Linked DNA regions of Mus musculus: regions 1 and 3 are each linked to region 2. Evidence: chromatin contacts called from public Micro-C data. All regions are on one chromosome and are shown on one strand. The core of a region is the stretch at or near the end of the contact, and the rest is flanking DNA. Distances in the headings are between cores, read along the strand shown.

Region 1 (2,700 bases), core at 120-2,619, 41 kb after region 2:
CTGTGAGGACAGTAAGAGTCTCTCCAGATGCTGCATGGAATCACTGCACATCTGGGAGATCACTGAATGATACAGGTGATGGTTATCAGCATCAGCCCACCACGGAAGCTTGCCTGCCCAGTTAATATCTGGTGGAGGAGATAAATGAGTACCAGAGACCTGTGGGAGGAAGGGGGCAAAGAGACCTGGGGACTGCCTTCAGACTCCAGTCCAGTGCTCTCCCACCATCGCTGTTCCTAAGGACACGTCTTAGGGACAAGACTTCTCTGCTTTCAAGCCTTCTGACATCAAGTCTTCTCTGCTCCCCTTCTCTTCTTGCTTTGTCTCTCCCTCCTCCCTTGACTCTGTGAACAGGGCTGAGCTGGCGCTTAGGGTCTGAGACACTACACTGGAAGGATCCTTAGAAAATGTCCATCCTAGGAATGGGGTTGCAGCTCATGGGTAGAGTGTGGTGCCTGAGTTTTATTTTTACCACTGAGGAAGAGACTGAGGTTCAGAGAAGCACCCTGGGCTGGAATATAATTCTGTTGTGCCCAGAGGCTTCTCTGTAGATGCAATCCTCCTGCCCCTGCATGGATCCAAGACTCTTCAGTCTTGACTAGCTTCCACGTTCCTGGAGCCCTTATCATTCCCCACCCTACCCTGAAGACTCCTACCTTCCTCCAGGGGCTGTTTCTCCTCCAGGTGCTGATGCAGCAGCAGCCACATAACCAAAGACTGCCCTTGGTCATAAGGACAGGAGGTCCTCGCTGTCCATGGCTTTCCCCCTGAGCTTAGCTAGAAGACACTTAGTCCTGGTGTCATACAACTCATACCTCAGGCAACAGTGTGCCAGCTCTGCTCAGCCTGGGCCCGGAGCTTGGCTTTGGGCAGTAGCCTACAGAGGCTCCCTCAGGATTGGACTTGAACTCCCCAAGCCTACTTTGTGGAGTTGTGTGGGGAATGGAGATCTTTAAACTCCAGGCTGCTGGAGCCTTAAAAGATCTTCTGGGATCAGCCCGTTGAACCCCATTCTCCGCCTTCAGCTGTTCACTGCCTTGGTGGCTCAACATGATGTTCACACTCTATCCCGTCTCTAAGTGCTCACCCCACCTCTGTTAGATGGCCTTTAGAGCTCAACTCAGGGCCATAGTCTCCTCTCCCATTAAAGAATTCTTGAAGTCCCAGCACACGGCTCTGGTGAGCCTGACAGAGAGAGGGACTAAGTCAGAGACACTGGCTCACCCGAGTCACAGAGTTGAGTACAGGCATATTAATCAGAGCTATCATGCCTTCTGTCCTTGGGGGAAGGAGACACTCAAAAGCAGTGTGTAGGAAACTCCTTCTGAGTGACACTGGCTGCTCTCAGTGAAATGCTGCCCCCTGGTGGAGGATATGAACTAGGAGCCTTGTCTCAGACGAGGGTTGGGCTCTAAGGAAGCAGGGGACCTCCTCCTCAGAAATGCCAGATGGGGTCCCCTCTACCAGGTACGCTGGTATCTGATGTTTTGAGAGTACTTACTGGGGAAGAGTCCCAGTAGAGGCATTTCCTGTTAACCTTCTAGAGGAGGAAGAGAATCCTCAGCTGCAGCCCTGCCCTCTAGTAGTTCAGAAGCACTTCCTAGAGGAGCGGCCCGTCCTCTCTCTGAGGAGTTCTTCCTCTGTTTCTGGGACTAGTGTTGTGCGAGCTGAACACCTGGTGCAGAGGTAGGGCCCTATCTCTGATGCAAAGAAACCTGCCGGTTTGAAAGGGCTTTGTAGGGAAAGTACTTCATGCCCTTCAACCCTGTGCTACTTTGTTTCTCTCTATTTTCTTCTGCTTTGGTCTGTCTAATGATGAGGTTGCATTTGAGGTCCCTTTGGAGGGACTCTACGACAGTCAATCTCAAACTGCCTCAGGCTTCAGAAAAACCCAGGCACTAGTGACAGCATGTGCACTACTAGTGACAGCATGTGCACCCTTACCGTTAACTCAGAGGCCCTCTGTGGTAGCTCTAAGGAGAGTCTAGCAGAGACAGCTTGGATGAGCATCTTCCAGGTCTGTGTGTGCTCTCTGCTTCCACTGAAGGTGATGTTACCCTCAGCCTGGGTTCAGATCATCTGGGAGCTCCAGTTATCAGAATGACGCGCTCCCCACATGCTGAGCTACTTGAGTTCCTTGGACTAGGCTTGTGCTCAGACAGACAGGTTTTTGTTTGCTTATCTTGTTTTTAAAGGCAGAGTCTCACCATGTAGCCCTAGCTGGCCTGGAACTTACAATGTAAACCAGGCTAGCCTTGAGCTCAACAGAAATCTGCCTGTTTCTGTCTTCTGGGTGCTGGGATTAAAGGCATGCACCGCCACCCTTGGCTAGGTGGTTTTAAAAGTGTCCAGGTGAATTTAAAGTACAGCAGGGTTAAGACAAGGGGCTCTAGAGATGAGAAAATTTGTCAGGATTTTCAAGAAAATATGGTGGCCCATTCTTGGTACTTTGAATAATTTACAAATAGATTTAAGTCATGAGCATGTTGCCGTCTAGAGTGGGCAGAGACTCACATGCAACAGTGGGTCCAGCCTCTGGTCTTCCTTTGCAACATGTGACATTAGCTGTCCAGGTTGGATGGGGGGTGACAGTGGGGTTGGAGGGCAGGAAGGGGGTGTGCAGTGGATCAGCACTGCCCTCAAGTGGCAAAATTGTGTTGGTGCACTGAGTGCTGGACATTTCAGTAATAGGAGGTTGAT
Region 2 (2,700 bases), core at 176-2,675:
AGCCTAGATCTACTGAAACAGAATTTTAACAAGACACCTCAGGTATTCCTACATGTATTAAAATTGACCTTTGCAAACCAGAAAAAAAAATCAGGTTAAGTCCATGTTAAATGAAGTCTAAGCTGAGAATGAAATAAGTTACATTGAAAACCATGTAACACACAAGAAGGAAAACAAGGGACAAATAAGACATAAAATCCAGGCTGGGCGCTGTGGCGCATGGCTTTTAGCCCCGCACTGGGGAGGCAGAGGCAGGTGGAGCTCTGTGGGTTCAAGGCCAGCCTGGTCTACAGAATGAGTTCTAGGACAGCCAAGGCTACATAGGAAGATCCTGTCTTAAAAATATTAGGATAAAGTTCAGGTTCTTGATTACTTGGGATGATGGAATATATATATATATATATATATATATATATATATGCAAAACACTCAGACACAGAAAACATGTTTTAAAAATTGCTTGTGGTCATTTGCATAAGCAAAACCAAGTAACGACAGAGGATACAAATTAGGAAGAAGAACTAAAAGTGCCTATAATTTTGCTTCGCTAACATACCTTGTTCACATTTTAGTGTACTTCCTTCCAGCTTTTCCCCTATATATTAATGAACAAGAGAGCATGGTGGTACTTGGAGGGGGAGGATCAGGAGTTTGAGGTCAGCTTTTGCCATATGGTGAGTCTGAGGCTAGCCTGAGCTACTAAGATGCGTCTCAGACAAACAACTGACAATTATAGAATGTGCTAAAGATGTGAGGGCTGCAGCTTCTCACCTGAGCGCATGCTCTTCCCTGCTACCGTTCACGGATCTCACTATTTGAATAGCTCACCTTAGACGTGTAGAAGCCAACCATAGTAATGAGTTAATGCTAGCAAGAATAATGTGGAAAACGTTAATTTTTTTCCCCTGCAAAGTTTTGGCAGGGATCTGATATTCAGGATCATTCATTGCTTTCTTGTTTTTGTTTTCCTCGCTCCCTTACTGGAGAATCTCCTCAGAGACCCTCATGTTATTTATGTGTGCTCTATGTTGGGGGATGGGTAGGATCTCTTGCAAGGAATTCTGTTACTGAGAAATTGTGGTGCGCTCAGTGGGGACTGGGAGGTCTCTGAAAATTATACTCATGGTCAGTTGTAGCCAGAGACATAAAAGTGTTCATGGTTTCCTTGACTGGGACCTGCCTGTGTCTCAAGGGCAGAGTTCATAACATTGTTGCTTTGAGCAAAAGCCACTGAATTCTTATCTCTCCTTAAGCTGTTGTTGGAAGATCCACCGCAAACTGTATCAGTGGGGGGAAAAAAACCTCAAAACAACACAACAACAAAACTGTAGCAGCTGGGTCATCCTGACCTAGAACTGCCTGGAATGTTTCTAATTGTGGCAGCTGGCAGTGCAGAGTCACCTAGGCAGCCAGAGCCTCTTCAGTGTAAGTTCGTAATCAGACTCATTGTTTCACAGCTAGGGATACATGCCCGAGCCTGTCTGGCTCTGTAGGAGGAGGGAGATGTGCATCTTCCAAGCAGTGAGCTGGGTCCATCCTTACCGGCATTAGTGGGTACCAAGGCTGTCATGTTACTGATGCTGGAGAGCTGGTGGGACAGGGGTGTGGCTTATGTGTTTCTGTGTGGATTGCCTTTGCAGGGCGTCTAGGACATGACACGGTTCATCAAAGATTTGGTAGGATGTCACTATCTTTTAAAACTCTTCAGCTCAACGGTCTTCTAGGCGTATTTTAGACCTCATTTTGCTGAGAAAATGAAGGCTCTGGGGAGTGGCCACTCATCCCCATTATATATCAGATACCCCTAAATGTTTGCCTGAGGGAGAGTGAGTGAGCAACGACACTAGTGGAAGGAAAAGACCTTGAGAGAGACTGGCTGATATGGACCCAGAGTGAGTCCCCACAGTTCAAAGGTTTCTTCGCCTCCCAAAGACCCAGTTTTTAAGTTCTAGGTTCAAAAGACAGGAGGTGGGGGTTGAACGTAGGCAAACAGCACAAGACAGATGAGGAAGTATGTTTATGACTGACAGAGGGATTTATAATCTTCATTTTAAATAATGCCAGGGACTGGAGAGATGGCTCAGTGGTTCAAAGCAATGGCTTCTCTTGCAGAACATGCAAGTTTGATTCCCATCACCCACGTGATGGCTCACAGCCATCTGTAGCTCCAGTGCCAGGGGATTCAATCCTCTCTCCTGGCCAGAATGGGCACCAGGTACACACACGTGGTACACACACATACATGCAGGCAAACTACTCGTACACCTAAAAGAAATTAACCTTTAAGAAAAGGACAAATACTGCCAGCAACCACTGCTAAGTGCGTCATTCTACTTAATCCCCACAGAGCTCCCATAAAGCATCATTATCTTCATGTACTTCCAAGGAGGTCGGAGGGCAGAGGCATGGGATCTGCCACGGGTCACAAGGTAACAGTGGGTGAGAAGGATGGGCCTGGAACCCAGGCACAGATGTCCCAAAGCTTCCCTGGAGACTATTTTCCTGTAACCTATGCCAGGGATAGACATTTCACTGTGAGGTCTGAACTTTTATTTTGTATTTGACGGAGGAAAGAGACCAAGTGAGAAGGGCTTTCTTTTGTAGAACCAAACCTCAAGTATGGGTCCTGCTTCCAGAAGAGAGTCATTGCAGAGAGCCAGGCAGGTGGGGAAAGCTCCGAGTTAGGGTAGGAATGTGTGG
Region 3 (2,700 bases), core at 88-2,587, 40 kb before region 2:
GTTGTTTTACTTAGCACAGGCTAGCCTCAAATTTGATGTAGCCAACAGTGACTTCTGATCCTCCAGGTCTCATTTCCTGGAGAGCTGACTTTACAGGCATGGGCCACCAAGCTTGACTTATATTTATGTATGGCTGGGGAACTCACCCCATCCTAGGCAATCAGTCTATCGACAGGACTACTTCTTGAATAATTTCATTACACAAACATCTGCAGTCAGTTAGGCTTGGCTAGGTCTTAGGCACGGGGCTCATCATGTTAACTGTTCCTAGTCTCGACTGTGCTTGGAATAGTTCCTAATTAGAATAGGAAGTTGATGCCCCTGCCATTAGGAAAGTGGGGATAGGAGAGCATTCCTCAACCTGCCCATTTTGTGGGAGATTGATGCTTATTCTCCTATTGTCTCCTGCTCCTAGTCAGACAGGCTCCCTGTTTTTCTAGGACCTTTGGCTGTGAGGCTGGCTCAAGCGCTCTGCTGTTGTTGTTGTTGTTATTATTATTCGATGTGTGTTGCAGTTTGGGGAACAGAGGACAGCTTGCAGCAGTTGCTTCTTACCTTTCCTCAAGTGAGTAACTAGGATCCAACACAGGGGTTCAGTTTTTGGCTGCAAGCTCCTGTACCCACTTAGCATCTCGCTAGCATGGCTGGGGTTCTTGAATGGCAGGAGGGTACAAGGTGCTCGGGATGTCTCTGGCAAGTTCTAAACACACAGGGATTTCCAGAAGAGGGAGGAGCAGGAGGAGGAGGAGGAGGAGGAGGAGGAGGAAGAAGGAGGAGGAGGAGGAGGAGGAGGAGGAGGAAGCTTTGATGACCATGGGTTCCTTCTGTGGTCTGGCTCCCTCAATTTCCCCCACTTTCTCTGCTGGCTGCTCGCAGCCACCTCTGTGTTACAGGGGCCAGAAAGGTTTGCACCGGCAAGTGCAGGTTTGCTCCTTCCCTCCAGTGCTCATCCTTCTGACCCACTCTCGCATCAGGGAAAGTTCTGGCTCCACCCGCTAGTATTAGGGGTTCCAGGCTCTTCCTCTGCTGATGTTAGGCAACTTCCTTATTGTAGGGCGTTCATCAATCTCCACTGTTGGGGGCCTAAGTCCCCTACCTCTGTCGGCTTGAACTGCAGGGGTATTGTCCTGCGGTCCACAGACACGCCCTGCGCCGGGTGGAGACATCTGGGAGGGGGGGGGGGTCTTGCTCACTGGTTCGTCCTCCCAACCCCACCTCCTCTTCGGGCATTTGTGGCCAAGCAACAAATGACCTCTGTCCCCGGAGGCTTCCGACTTCCGCGCGGACCCCTCCCAAACCGGGAACCCCGTGAGAACCCAGCGAGGCGGTGGGTGCCTGCAGCGGGGACGGGACGGGGCAAGCCAATCTCCTGTGCCTACACCTGGACGGAGCCGGAGCCGGAGCAGCAGTCCCAGCTCAGGTCTCCCCTTGCCGCCCCCCCCCCCCGCCCCCCAATCACGGTGGCCCGCAAGACCCGGACGGGCGGACTCTCAGGCTCCGCGGCTCCGGGCTTTGCGCAGCGCCGGCTCCGGTAGCGCGGGCTCCGAGGACGCCGGATGAGGACAAAGGGCGCGAGGTGAGGGTGGCCGCAGGGCTGGGGGTCTTGCGCCAAGGGGTGTGGGAGGTGTCCATGTCAGTGTGTGCGCGTGTGTGTGAGTGAGTGAGAGAGCCATCTAGAGCCACAGCCAGAACGAGCCAGAGCGCTCCTGGCACATGGTGAAGGCTTCGGCTGCGTAGGTAAGAACTTTAGGAAAAAGACAGCACTGCTCCAGGTTGTGTACACCGCGGCTCCGTTTTGGGGAGGCTGTTTGCCGCCCGCTGCCCCCCGGGGGTGGTGGCAGCCGCGTCTTCTGCAGCACGTGGGACAAGGGAGAAATGGGACTTCTTCCCAGAGTGGCCAGCCTGTGAAAGGCTGGTGGCTGTGGTGATCATTGGTTGAGTTTGGTTATTGGATCTCCGTTGGGAGCCACAAACAAAGGCTACTGGCTGAAGTCCAAGAAAGTGTGTGTGTGTGTGTGTGTGTGTGTGTGTGTGCGCGCGCACACACACACACACACACACACACACACACACACACGCGTCCGCCAGCCCACCAGTGATCAGGGTTAGGGTTGTGGAGGAAGGCCAGGAGACACTCCATGCAGAGAGACACTGGGCCATTTGCTGTCAAACCTCATTTAATCCTTGGTCCTGAGGAGCAACCAAAAGAAATTACCTATTTTATAGACTGAAGTTTTTCTTGAATCAACTTTTATTATAGAGTCAAGTGTTGCCCCAGGGCTTGAAATGCTGTTTTATTAGCCCTTTAAAACCATGAATGTGTAAATTTAACCAAATAAACACCCATTTAGTCCCATCAAGGACAATCTTTTGCCTTTAACAATGGGCGTCACACAAGATGATTCTGAACTTAGTCTCAAAAAGACGTGTGCAGGTCTGAGTTTGCATTGCTTGGTGGGCTGATGTTGCTGGGAGTTTTAATTTAGAGTCCATCTCGGTTTTCTTAGTTTCTTTACGCCCCCCCCCAACCTCCCACGCTGAACTTTGGCTCATTTAAAGTTTACAGTAGGATCTGTGACTTTTGGTTATCCCGCAACATTTGCTTCGGGATATCCGTTCTTCCTCATTCTGATAAGAGTATTCTTCACGGAGTTAGAAGTCATTTTGGTTTGAAATTGGCATTCCACCTTGGCCCTTCTT

Evidence for each region. A called contact is a pair of places that touch in the nucleus more often than the background predicts.
Region 1: a contact with region 2 is called in a Micro-C map of granulosa cells, with 1.9 times the contacts expected there. The contact joins two enhancer-like sites. A contact is called at or near these places in 6 of 15 datasets of contacts at CTCF or cohesin (the G1E-ER4 cell line, the NIH/3T3 cell line, embryonic stem cells and 1 more), 101 of 484 Hi-C or Micro-C datasets (the AtT-20 cell line, the Ba/F3 cell line, the C2C12 cell line and 61 more), 8 of 115 datasets of contacts at active chromatin or transcription factors (Th17 cells, astrocytes, embryonic stem cells and 3 more) and 5 of 9 other capture datasets (adipose tissue, embryonic stem cells, embryonic tail and 2 more).
Region 3: a Micro-C map of granulosa cells shows a contact between it and region 2, with 3 times the contacts expected there. The contact joins the promoter of Greb1 here to the enhancer-like site in region 2. A contact is called at or near these places in 12 of 39 promoter capture datasets (the 3T3-L1 cell line, 3T3-L1-derived adipocytes, the HPC-7 cell line and 5 more), 28 of 484 Hi-C or Micro-C datasets (the AML12 cell line, the Ba/F3 cell line, the HPC-7 cell line and 19 more), 8 of 115 datasets of contacts at active chromatin or transcription factors (the SCID.adh cell line, T-cell acute lymphoblastic leukemia, a colorectal cancer cell line and 3 more) and 3 of 9 other capture datasets (adipose tissue, liver and pancreatic islet).

What each region holds. Positions count from the first base shown.
Region 1 is chr12:16,717,765-16,720,464 of GRCm38.p6, reverse strand. The region is part of intron 9 of Greb1 (gene regulated by estrogen in breast cancer protein); the gene reads left to right. Among named protein-coding and RNA genes, the nearest start is that of Ntsr2, 66 kb to the right of the region's middle. Within about 2 kb of position 1,369, at least 16 of the 459 cell types and tissues checked have an H3K27ac peak or open chromatin away from gene starts, as enhancers often do. A contact at or near this core is called in Sertoli cells and granulosa cells, where this site is marked.
Region 2 is chr12:16,759,181-16,761,880 of GRCm38.p6, reverse strand. Greb1 (gene regulated by estrogen in breast cancer protein) reads left to right here. Exons shown (of 35, transcript NM_015764.4): 2 at 2,348-2,429. Among named protein-coding and RNA genes, the nearest start is that of Greb1, 40 kb to the left of the region's middle. Within about 2 kb of position 1,425, at least 19 of the 459 cell types and tissues checked have an H3K27ac peak or open chromatin away from gene starts, as enhancers often do. A contact at or near this core is called in Sertoli cells, granulosa cells, muscle stem cells and 1 more, where this site is marked.
Region 3 is chr12:16,799,523-16,802,222 of GRCm38.p6, reverse strand. It overlaps Greb1 (gene regulated by estrogen in breast cancer protein), which reads left to right and starts at 1,337. Exons shown (of 35, transcript NM_015764.4): 1 at 1,337-1,576.